2 separate regions of the Mus musculus genome follow, and region 2 is linked to region 1. The links are chromatin contacts, called in public promoter capture Hi-C maps. All regions are on one chromosome and are shown on one strand. Each heading gives the region's core, a stretch centred on a gene start, on an enhancer-like site or on the middle of the called end of the contact. The rest is flanking DNA. Distances are from core to core; before and after follow the strand shown.

What was found. Promoter capture Hi-C pulls out the DNA fragments that hold promoters and counts their contacts.
Region 2: a promoter capture Hi-C map of stem cell-derived epiblast-like cells shows a contact between it and region 1, with 2.7 times the contacts expected there. The contact joins the enhancer-like site here to the promoter of Arhgef38 in region 1. A contact is called at or near these places in 4 of 39 promoter capture datasets (embryonic stem cells, liver, pre-B cells and 1 more) and 1 of 115 datasets of contacts at active chromatin or transcription factors (forebrain).

What each region holds. Positions count from the first base shown.
Region 1 is chr3:133,232,469-133,238,153 of GRCm38.p6, forward strand. It overlaps Arhgef38 (Rho guanine nucleotide exchange factor (GEF) 38), which reads right to left and starts at 2,481. Exons shown (of 14, transcript NM_001368752.1): 1 at 2,160-2,481. The coding sequence starts at 2,355.
Region 2 is chr3:134,256,107-134,261,791 of GRCm38.p6, forward strand. Cxxc4 (CXXC finger 4) reads left to right here. Exons shown (of 4, transcript NM_001004367.4): 4 at 1,947-5,685. The coding sequence ends at 1,991. Among named protein-coding and RNA genes, the nearest start is that of Mir1895, 18 kb to the left of the region's middle. Within about 2 kb of position 3,370, at least 7 of the 459 cell types and tissues checked have an H3K27ac peak or open chromatin away from gene starts, as enhancers often do. A contact at or near this core is called in stem cell-derived epiblast-like cells, where this site is marked.

The sequences.
Region 1 (5,685 bases), core at 1,231-3,730:
AACCTTTACCATTTCAATAAGAGAACTAGGAGTCATCTGACCATCGTCTATTATGGGCATGGAACAAAGCAGACAGCAAGCGCACAGAGCTGACTGCCTTGACCGTTGTGGTGAAAAGACCTTCCATGATGCTGAAGCATCTGCTGTAAACCCGTCCTGAAAGCTCTGCCGGCCATTAGGACTCAGATTTAGGTTTTTCTGGGTTACACCTAAACATGCGTCCCCCTCGGGAGTCCAGCTAAGTTACAGCTCCAGTGTGACCATCTACACTCCCTGGTGATCCCCACCCCCAAGTACTTCTAGGAATGTGGGTGAACTCCGAGACCTTCTATTTTCAGAGACAAAGTCTGGCAGAACAGGGAAGGCTCACAAACCAAATGAAGGGTGCAGGTAGCCCGGGAGCCTCTGCAAAATGGCTAACAACTGACTACTGTATTAGTAAGTTCCGAAATTATTTCCAATTTATTTTGCTGGTGGAAAACCTGAAGCAGTAAGACATTGTATTTGTGAATCTGATGGGAAGAAAAACACCCATTGTTGGAAGTAGTATGACGGGCGTCTGAACGCCTGTACAATGTATCAAAGAACAAACAGAAGCAAAAAAACATAAGGCATATATGTTTGAATGAATATCCAGCTTGACCTGTCTCCTAGTAGGGCACCCACTATTCTTCACATTGAAAATAACTGCTATTGTTATCTATTGAGTATGTAATATCTGCCAGCCAAGGTACTAGAGGTTTGTGTCAGTATCTAATTCAATCCATCACTATATGATAAATATCATTAGTCTTACATTCAAAAGTAGGAAAATTGGGGTGCAGAAATTTAAAGTAATTTTCTCCAAAGTCTTGTATGTAGTAAACTGAAAAATCAGAATTGGAAACCAAGTGCGCATGACTAAGATTTGCATTCCTTCCAACACTGCCTTGAAGGAAGTTAAATTCAAAGATCAAATACCATTTCTCCCTCATTAAAAATAACTTCTTTAAGGAGAAAGACTGACACCGCAATTTAGTGCCAAACCATGAAGGAGTTTTTTAAAAAGTATTATGCCCTAGTTAGAGTTTCAAAACATTTCGTTTAAATGCATTTAAGTTGACTAATTTGCATAGCCAAGACTAAGCTTGCTTCTGGGGAAAGTGTTCTGCTAACAAGTAAGTCCCCTTGGTCTTTTAATGCCATTGCAGTTTTAAAGTCTACAGTGACAAGTCACAGTGGGATGAGGGGAGCTCCTTCACGTTTTGTATACAAAACAGGAGAGACAAGATCTGGAGGCTCCCCGGACAGGTGCAGCGGTGGAGATAAAGCCCTGCTGGCTATCACACTAAAATCAAGTCTTATGGAGCCAATGACCTTTAAGGGGAAAGGGTAGTGGGAAGGAGACGGAAATCCAGGGCCAGAGATGGAAGATGTGTCCTAATAACTGTGCCAGACTATCCTCCCACATCACAAAATAAAGTGGTTATTTTCCTCAGTGGTCAGTCAGCATAACTGTGTGGACCAACTCTGCCCTGTCTGGACTCTATTTAGTCCACTTCAAGGTAACAGTCATTTAAGTGATTTTGGGGAATTCCGTCAGAGGGTCCCACGGACTGTAACATTACTTATGTTTTTTTACAGACGTGATTATACTTTCACATCCCGGGTAACTTCAGCCTCAGTTCAGTACAGTCTCCTAGCTGGATCGCATGGAAGTTGCATCTTGGAGCCACCTACCGGGATAAACTGTCTTTTGTACGTTTTAAATCACAGGTGTACCTGCCCTTCCCCCACTCTAATTTGAGTCGGGGAAGGAGAAGGAACAAGGAAGGCAGAGGGGAAAAAATTACTCTCACTGGAGAAAACTGAAGGGTATTAAGTTCCTGGACAGCCAGGGCTATACAGAGAAACCCTGTCTCGAAAAAAAACAAACAAAACAAAACAAAACAAAACAACAACAACAAAAAAGATTCAGAGGTGGCTCTTTAACCATTTGGGTCATATAAAAATCTTTGTATCTCTGGAATCCCTTTCCACATCTTTCTCTTGTTTTCTAAGAAGGGAAGGTTGGGTTTGATTTTTCTCCTCTGCCTCAAAGGTCTCTGCAAATGGGAGCCAGCCAAAACCTGAGCTGGACGGAGAAGCCACCTGGGGTAGCTGCTTCCTCTTGAGTTTACCTTGTAGTTTCTGGTTGTATTCGGTCCTGTCAGACTGGCTTCTCCTCAAGGAACCAGAGTGGTCCCCAGAAACACTGCTGTCCACCACAGTATCCGTCTTCCTCCTCTCCAGCATATACAGCCTGGATCTCAAGAAAGTCAAGTTCTTCTTCTTGCTTCCCATGGTTTCCTTCCCAGCGGCTTCTCTGGGCTCCATCGGAGGCAAAGAGACAAAGTTCTGAGGTTTGCAGGTGGCTTAAGTGTCTCAGGGCGCACCTCAGCATCTAACTGCCCCCCTTCTAACTACACAGCTTCACTGCAGGGTTACCTGACTGTGACTGCTACCTGGAGTCCCCAGGCTCCGCCCCTCATGAGGTCATATTCTTTTATACCTACAATCCAACAGGGGAAGTTGCCACCTGTTACCCGAGAGACCTGCTGCACTGAGTTAGGCAAAGCAGGGACTCTAATGTCACATGCTACTGAAGCAAACAAAAATCTCATTGTGTGGGGCAAGGACTGGGGGGGGGGGGTGCGCAAGGTGAGACAGGGCTGAGGGAAGGGAAGGACACATTAGCTCAACCCTCAGCCTGCGGGTTGAACGTGTGCCCATGGGCGTGCGCAGGTGCACTCTGTGAACTGTGTTGTGCCCGCCGCTGGGAGCCCTGGGCGACTTTCCTCTGCTCTCCCACCTGTGGCTCTGAAGTCAGTGTGTAGCTATGACAATTTACATCCGCATGACAGTGCAAGACAGGGTGGTTTTTTATTTGGAGCGTGTGCCCTCAAAGCAATGCATCTAATTTCGCCATTGGCAATCATCTGCTACAGTCTGACTGGCTAAATAAACCCTGGTCAGATCTCCTGAGAAGTAAAGATTGACTTTTGAGAGTGATCCCCCCACACACACTGGCTTTATTTATTCTCCTCCAGTTTTTTACTCCCACCCCCCCCCCCCCCCCCGCTGAGAGTCAAAAACTGGAGGAGGATAAATGTCCCCAGAGCCCAGGAACTTGTATTCTCCACAGGCTGCCTTTGCCTGGGCTCCATTTTTTCCTGGTTCCAGTCTTCTTTCATGTCTTGGTCCTTAAGAATAGACGACTCAGTGTTAATTTCTTTAAAAACTTCCTGGTCTGAGGAAAGGGAATGTAAAAGGAGGAGACCAGACTGAAAATGGGGAATTATGAAGAAGGCTCACGAGGCAGAAGCAAGGGCTGAGAGGGAGAAAGGCAAAGGGGAAGGGCCTTTCATTGTTTGAAGTTGTTTTTCCTTGTATTTATTGGGCTCTCCCAAGGGAGAGATCTCAGAAGCTCTGGGAATGTGCTGAGTGTTTTGCGTACACCCTTGTTAAGGAAAAGATACCCCGAAGAGAAAAATAGATTCCCTTCTACAGTAAAGGGACCACCAACTTCCATCTGCCCATTATGAATCTTGCTCAACTCCACCTGGACAAGATTATAATCGAGGAGGAGAAAGACAAAAACCTTTTTTCCCCAGCACAGGATATGTAGGCTAGATGCAATTTGCATAATTACCTTAAGAGATAAATGATAAATACTCACCATAGAGACATCTATATATAGCTTGGCACACTGAATGGCTTTTATTTGAGATAATTGAGAGCTGTTTTTTTTTTTAAACAAGCTCTCCCAAGTATACTGAATAAATACCTTTAAAGAAACTTTTTAAGCTGTAAAATGGTTTATTATTTATTAAAATATCCCACCTGTTTATATATATATTATATTCATATAATGACTATCAGAGCTATACTCTTCAGTATAGTGTTGTAACTGAAAATTTGTACAATTAAAACTATAAGACTTTTGGGAAATAAGACATTTAAAAACCAAGAAAAAAAAAAAGAAAAAAAACCCAGAAAACCAATAAAAAATAGATAATATGTTTTATATGTTTTCACACATGATAGATTTTTTTTGGCTTGCTTTAATGTCTTTTATTTTCATGTGTGTGCTATATGCATATGTGGGTACATGCAAATTTGCCCGGGCACACATACATGTGTGCACATGCGCAAGCAAGCATGCGTGGAAAACAAGGTTGTTTGTTGTCAGGGATCATTCTGAATCATCCCACCGTATTCTTTGAGGCAAGCCTCTCAGAAGAACGTAGAGCAAGCCTGTGTGGTTAGGCTTGCTAGGCAGCCATGCCTGTGCCTTCCAGACATTCTCATGAGTTCTGGGAATCCAGATTCTGGTCCTTGCTTGAGCAGCAAGTGCTTGCTTTACCACCGAGCCACCTCCTGAGCCCACATTGCTTCTGGGCTTGTGTGTTTGTTTAATCTCACTATAAAGCTTTGAGCTTTGACAGGCCTGGCCCCCACTGTGCAGGAGACACTGGCCTTGAGCCCATGAAGATCCTTTTCTCTCTCTCTCTCTCTCTCTCTCTCTCTCTCTCTCTCTCTCTCTCTCTCTCTCTTTTGAATTAAATGCATACCCCACCATAGCTGGCATTGCTTTGGTTTTGATATAAAGTCTTTGCTTTTTTTATATAGGCTGACCTGAAACTCACCATATAAGCTAAACTAACGATGCATTTGTGATCTTCCTAGCAGTCCTGAATTACACCTAAGGTTACAGGTGTAGGGCACTGTTCAAACACCCAAGGAACGTGCAAATGCTACCATAAATGTAGTCCTCTATCTTGGGAAAGTTCTGGCATTTGCTTATGGCCCTGCACCTCAGAAAGCCTGCATTGTGTGAGTTAGGGAATGGCAGAGCCTTTGAAGTTACAAAGAAATACCACAGTAGATGATGGGGAGATGGCATCCGTGACACAGTCAGGGCCTGAGGTCACCCGAAGTGTTTACAGGACACACAGCTGACTTCTGTGTTCTCCGCAGTCATCATTTTATCTAGATATGATTTTTTATTTCATTTCATTAACCTAAATGTTTCAAGTGGACACAATCACACACCCAAGCAAATATGAAACTGTGCTGTGTTCAAACAGTTCCGTAACTTGTCAGTCTTTCTGGAACAAATTTGTATTTCTGAAACAAACACATTTCTATTCAGATTCTGGTTCTTACAGAATTTTCGTTTAATAACGGAGATATATATCCTATACCTATAGGATATGTATCATAGCTAGTATAGATTCTGTGGCAAATGTGTTTCAGTTATTCATGGTGGTTTATTTAAAATTTAAAGTTATATTTCATTAATTATGTGTGTATTGGCTCACTAGCGGAGGTCAGAAGACAATTTGCAGAATTCAATTCTCTTCTTCCTCCTTATTATATCAGAGGAAGAAGTTAAGCTGTCAGGCTTGGTGGCAGGCACCTTTACCAACTAAGCCATCCATCTCACTGGCCCTTGAAGGACTTTTCTATGTAGACGTAAAAATAACCAAAACTACTGGCATGGTTTGTTTTAGTTGGTCTCCAGAGCAGATATTGGAGTTGGGGAAGAGTTAGCTATCTAATGAAGGAATTTGGAAAGTGATGGGATCCTGAGGGTTCTGAGTTAACTCCTGGATTAACTCTGTCATGGATGCATAATACAATGTCATTACCAAGGAGCCATGG
Region 2 (5,685 bases), core at 2,120-4,619, 1.0 Mb after region 1:
ATGTGCATATGTATGAGTATATATGCACATGTTTATTTTTCGTATGTGAATCTGAGTGTAGATATATAATTGCACAGATAGACTTGGATCTAATGTATCTTGTTAAAAATGACTACATTTATATAAATAAACTTACTTATATAGAATTTATTCTTAGTTGGCATCAGAAAGCAAGGTGGCATCTGGTAGAACATTTCAGTTTTCATTTCCTGTTTTTTGCATGTGTGTGCCTGTGCTCACGGCATGCATGTGTGTGTGCATGCACGTGTGTGTGCACATACATGCATGTGCGTATGTGTGTATGTTCATGTGTGTGCATGTGTGTCATGTGAGTGCCTGTAAATATGAATAATAGAATGGGTGTGTTCTTATTGCTTTATATAATTCTCTCAGTAATGACTAAGTAAATGCAACTAGAATTATATTTATTACAGTTGGTATTCAAAAATTAAATTTAGAAAGTGGTTAAGGAATTTCCACAAACAAAACCAAATGATGGAGGTTCAGTATGCACAGTGAGCTAGAAAGAACAAAACTGATTAACACATCAGTAAGAGGAATCAAAACCGAGCAAAATAAGTGCTTATTTTATTGAGAATGGTAGACCTTTTTGTGCTTTGCGAAGGTACAATTTAATTTTTTGTGTATGCATGCAAATTTGTATTATATAACTTACAGTAACTTAATTTGTCTTAATATTTGAAGCTCATGGTTCTTTTTAATACTGTTAGTGCCAATAGTGCAAATGAAATCTACCTTCCAAGACAGTTACTTTATTCACTTAAATTTCTTTAACAACAAAAATGATATAGGCTTAAGATCCAGGTCCAAGACAAAGAAAGGCACTTGAAATATAGTAAGTAACACACACACACACAAGGTCATACGAATGACATTCTCAAAAGAGAGAAGTCGAAATTCTGACTTTAGATAACATAGTAGGCTAATACAGAATTTTATTGTCAATCAACATTAAGATGAAAGGAGAATGGCAACCAGATTACTTATGTACGAGAAAGTAAATCAAAACCAACTTCAATCATTAGAGCACTTTGTAATTTGTAGCACATTTTTCATGTGTATTCTAATAGGAAATTCGAATGCTATGAACATTCTCGTAAGAAATATATTAAAATAGAACATATATAATAAATCTTACTATATTTTAATATATATTTTAAGAGTGTGCACACACACACATACACACACAGTCACAAAGTAGCTGGCTGGTTGGCAACATGAATTTTGTGTATCAGCTTGCCCCCATAAAGAAATGCTTTACTCGGCTCTGACATTAACCCTTACACAAGTTGCATATGTATGTATATACTACAACTTTGAATGTAAAACTTCAGGTTACTTCCAGGTGACATGCTTGTTCATGTAATGGGCGGAATAATTCAGTCATAGTCACTTCGACTATACAGAAGAATTATATGACTCACATTGAGGACGGCACGCGTAGCTGGTTATGATCTTTTACAATTTAGAAGATAGGTAAATGACCATCATGAAAGATCTATTTCCTATGTCATAGTGTGGCTATGTCATCTATGTCCAGACACAAACATAATCAACATAAAGTGATATGGGTTTCCTAGGAGGCAGCCACAGAATTTACATACAGGTACGAGTTGTTCTTGCCATTAGCTAAGACCTTGAACATCTTTTAATTGCTACACATATCCCAGGATGTATTTCATTTATTTTAAGTATATAATGTGTTTCAGTCGTTAGGGTCAATCAATTAGTATTAAACTGAATAATATAATTTTTATATTTTAAGATTATGCATTTCTTCATTTATTATATGTTGCTTGTATATGTCCTTGTGTTCTGTATGGTTGACTAAAACTATTGCTGAATTGGAAAGGAGAAATATCTAATTTTATATTGACATAGAAAGAAAGCTTAACCTGTTTTCTTGCTCTTTTTTTTTCTTATAGAGAACACCTGTTCCCAGCGCTGAAGCGTTCCGATGGTTCTTTTAAAGCTGTAGTGTATCTTATTTTCAAGGCATTTGGGAATGAAGGGCAAACTAATGTCTTGTTTTAAGAAACCGCTTAGTCCACCATTGAAGAAATTATCCAGAAATTATTTTCATTTTATGTATAGGGATTTCTTCAAAAAAAATCAAAAAACAAAAAACAAGAGGAAAAGAAAACACCAACAGCAACAACAAAAAAAAGACACATAAAATTAACAGGGAAGTTTGGGGAATTGGCCAGTTTATTTACTTTCAATACACTGATTCTTCCTTTGATGTATTTAGCTCTACTAGTGAAGTTGTTGTCTATTTTGAAAGTGGCTGTAAAAAAAAATAATAATAATAAGTTTGGGTAACCCCCGACTGTAAAATCATGTATCTTTGCAAAGTACATATCTATACTTCATTTTCAAATATATGTGTTTCAGTACTGTAAACTGTACAGATAGCAGCTTGTATTTTGTGTGTTTAGACACAAGGAGACAATCATGTCTGAGCATCTATGGAGATTAACAGTTTGTACACAACACTATGGTTCTGCAAGTTAAAAATCTGGAGCAATAAATTTTAGCTTTAAATATTTTTTGGCCAGTTGTTTTTAGAAGCAGAAACAACACCGGCGGGTGGTTTTCATGCATCTTTGTGTAGAGGCTTGTTGGCTGGTTTGTCAAGACTAAAAGATAATGCCGCATCCAGCAATGACCTTCGGTTGTGTTGATATAAGAGGGAAAGCTACAATGAAGGTTGCAATTAATCTTTTGAGCACTGTATTAGAGTAGTGGTTATGCACTTGCATTGCTTACAAACGAGCTGTACAGAGGGGATACCCCCGGATATTTAGTGTAGTTGACATGTTTGGGTTGCACTGTAAGGGGAGTACGCTGAATAGTTGGAAAATGCAGATTCAGTTCTATCTTTTTTAATTTTTTTTAATTGAAAATGTGTTTTCTAGGCTAACCTTATCAGATCATAGAAAGACAAATTCATGCCTGACACCACTTTTTTCCCCTAGGCATACACAGGTTGTTTAAGCTTTTTTATTCTTTGATTATTATTTTGCTTTGGGGAAGGGTAAGAAAAACAAAAACCAGAGAGTATTCAAAATGTTTGAATTCTGTGTATGACGCTGGATGGGTAGGTTTAAAACAATGCTCAAATGCATTGAAGCCTACTTTAAGGCATGACTGGGCTTATTTTCAAGTTCAAAATAATCAAGCACATTGGTTAAAAGGGAGGCTTTTTTTTTTTGTTTCTTTATCTTCCTTTCCTTAGTCTCTCAGTTGGACCACTATTCTTCCCCAGTCTCTCATGGAACACCCACTGCTTCCCTCCCCTTTCTTACCACTGGAAGCTTTCTTTTCACTGAAGCAAGGCCACAGTGTGAGGAATTTCATAAAAACAAGACAGCCCATCCCCCACTCCCACCTCAGAATGCTTTATAGAACCAGGGCTGCCTCACCCTGTACGAGTTGGTTTGCCTAGAACAGTCTTGCTTCTCAAAGGATGCCCATCCCAATAAGACAACTAGCCTAAAAGAATCAGTTTCAGGAATAAAACATAGTTTAGGAAAGACACAAAGAATAACAAAGTTGCCGCGTCACTTACCTCTTTGTTCTTTATGACCACCAGACAGGTTAGCCAGCTGAATCAAAAGGAAAGCAACAGGAGAGATCGATAAGTCAGCCAAGACTTTAGAGTCTAAAGGGCTTCAAAAGCTGACAGGGGAATATTTTAAAAATTTCATTTTAGATTTGAATGGAAAGAGGGATGACATTTTTTTTTTTCTAAAGGCAGGTCAAATACTACGCCATCATTGGTCATCTGGATGAGAGTATAGTAGGTTTGTAGGACGCAAGTGTAAGGCACCAGTGGGACGAATGTGCCTGGCTAGCATACCAGTGCTTAGTCTGCAGTATGGTCAAGCAGCGTTTGTGAGGAAAATGTATTATGTATTACACCTGCCTATGCTTAAAAAGAGGGATGAACTCATCAAAAGGTAAAATGTGCTGTGTATTACTTTTGAGATAGCATTCTCCTCCGTGTGAATTCCCTAGACTGTTTGAAGCTATAATTTCTGTTTCTGCTGTAGGACCAATGAGAGTTCTATGATTTCTTTATTTCTTTATTGTCCCACTGTCTGTCTGCCTGTCTGTCTGTCTCTTTACAATTTTTACTTTATTATTTTATTTTATTCTTATTTTGGACAATTTGTTAGTGAACTATGAGCACGTGAAAATTTATTTTCACACTTGAATGGGACGCTTCCCTTGCTTATGTTAAGAAAAAAAATGATTATAAATGAAACCAATTTCCTTTCAGACTGTATTAGGCACACAATAAGGACCTCATAGCAATGTATGGAAAGTCAAAAACTCAAGGTGGTATTGCATATCTTGATATATTTTTCTGTTTGTTTGTTTGTTTGTTTTTTGGCTTTTGTTCTAAGACAATGAATTTGTGTATTGTAAATGTGTTGTTTCACATGGCTGTCCATTTATTTTTAAGTAGAGGAATCTGTTTGTTACCATGATGAACAGTGTGGCCTTTTTTCTTTAATTTTTTTTTTTGCATTTTCATTATTAACACTAATTGCTCTTATGCCACACACTTCTTATGTTTCCTCTTAAACTCAGTTTACAAAATGTAGGGTACAGATAGAGTTCTCACTGGTGATGGTGAAGAAATGAGCCTTCTACATTACCTCTAGTTTTCTTTCTCAAGTTTATCTACATACCAACAGCCTGTAGCCTTAGGGCAGTGAAGGGATGCCTGTGTATTTTCTTTATTTCAAAAATGTAAATGAAACATAACTTTTAACAGCGGCTCACTGTGTGTCTCATTTTCCATACCAAGGAAATTTAGAAGTTAGCAATCAGATTGTAGGTCGTATATATACAACTTAAAACTGACATGCCAGACCAGATGTTGCTCAAGCTGCTGGAGAAGTCCACGTACACAAGAGTCCAGTCTTCACGGATGCCATTCCCTGGCAGCATTTGAGGGGAGTACAGGAGAACATGTGGGCCGTTGGCACATAGTGTGTTTTGCAGATGCTCCATCTAGCTATTCCTTAGCACACCAGAAGAATATTATAATGCAGAGCTCTGTCTTTATTGACTTTCAGACTAAAGTGACTTTCTGTTGGACTCCTCTTCTCCTCATACAAACACAGAGGCCCACTCACAAAGTAGTACTGACTCCATCCAGATTACATGAATAGTAAATATCTTCCCCTAATGTATGGGTATGCAAAAACGTCTCCTGTTTTGTTTAACCCCAAACCTTCCATTTCATACTAAGCAATCACAGGGAGTGAGAGACAATGGGCTTGTTATGAATTAACATTAAGTAATCATGAAAGGAATGGAATGTTCCATCCTTTGTCAGAAGCCCTGGTGTGGATGTTGTTCAATTAGTGCTAAAGCATAGAAAGACTAGCTGATTGTATCAGTAATCAAAGAAAGAAAATAGAGACACAGTTAAATGAAGGCACGAGTCAGGGTCAAATATGTTGAGCAGAAAGCTGTAGTGGGTCTTTGATCATGGTGAGATTCACAGCGATATCAAACAGTTGGTTCTCATGTAACAGCTAAATGTTTCAGATTTTGTTTTTTATTAAATTTGACATTTCACACTGAGATCTGTATTCCTAGCGAGTAGAACACAGCTCCTGTGTTCAGAGGGATTCCGTTCCACAA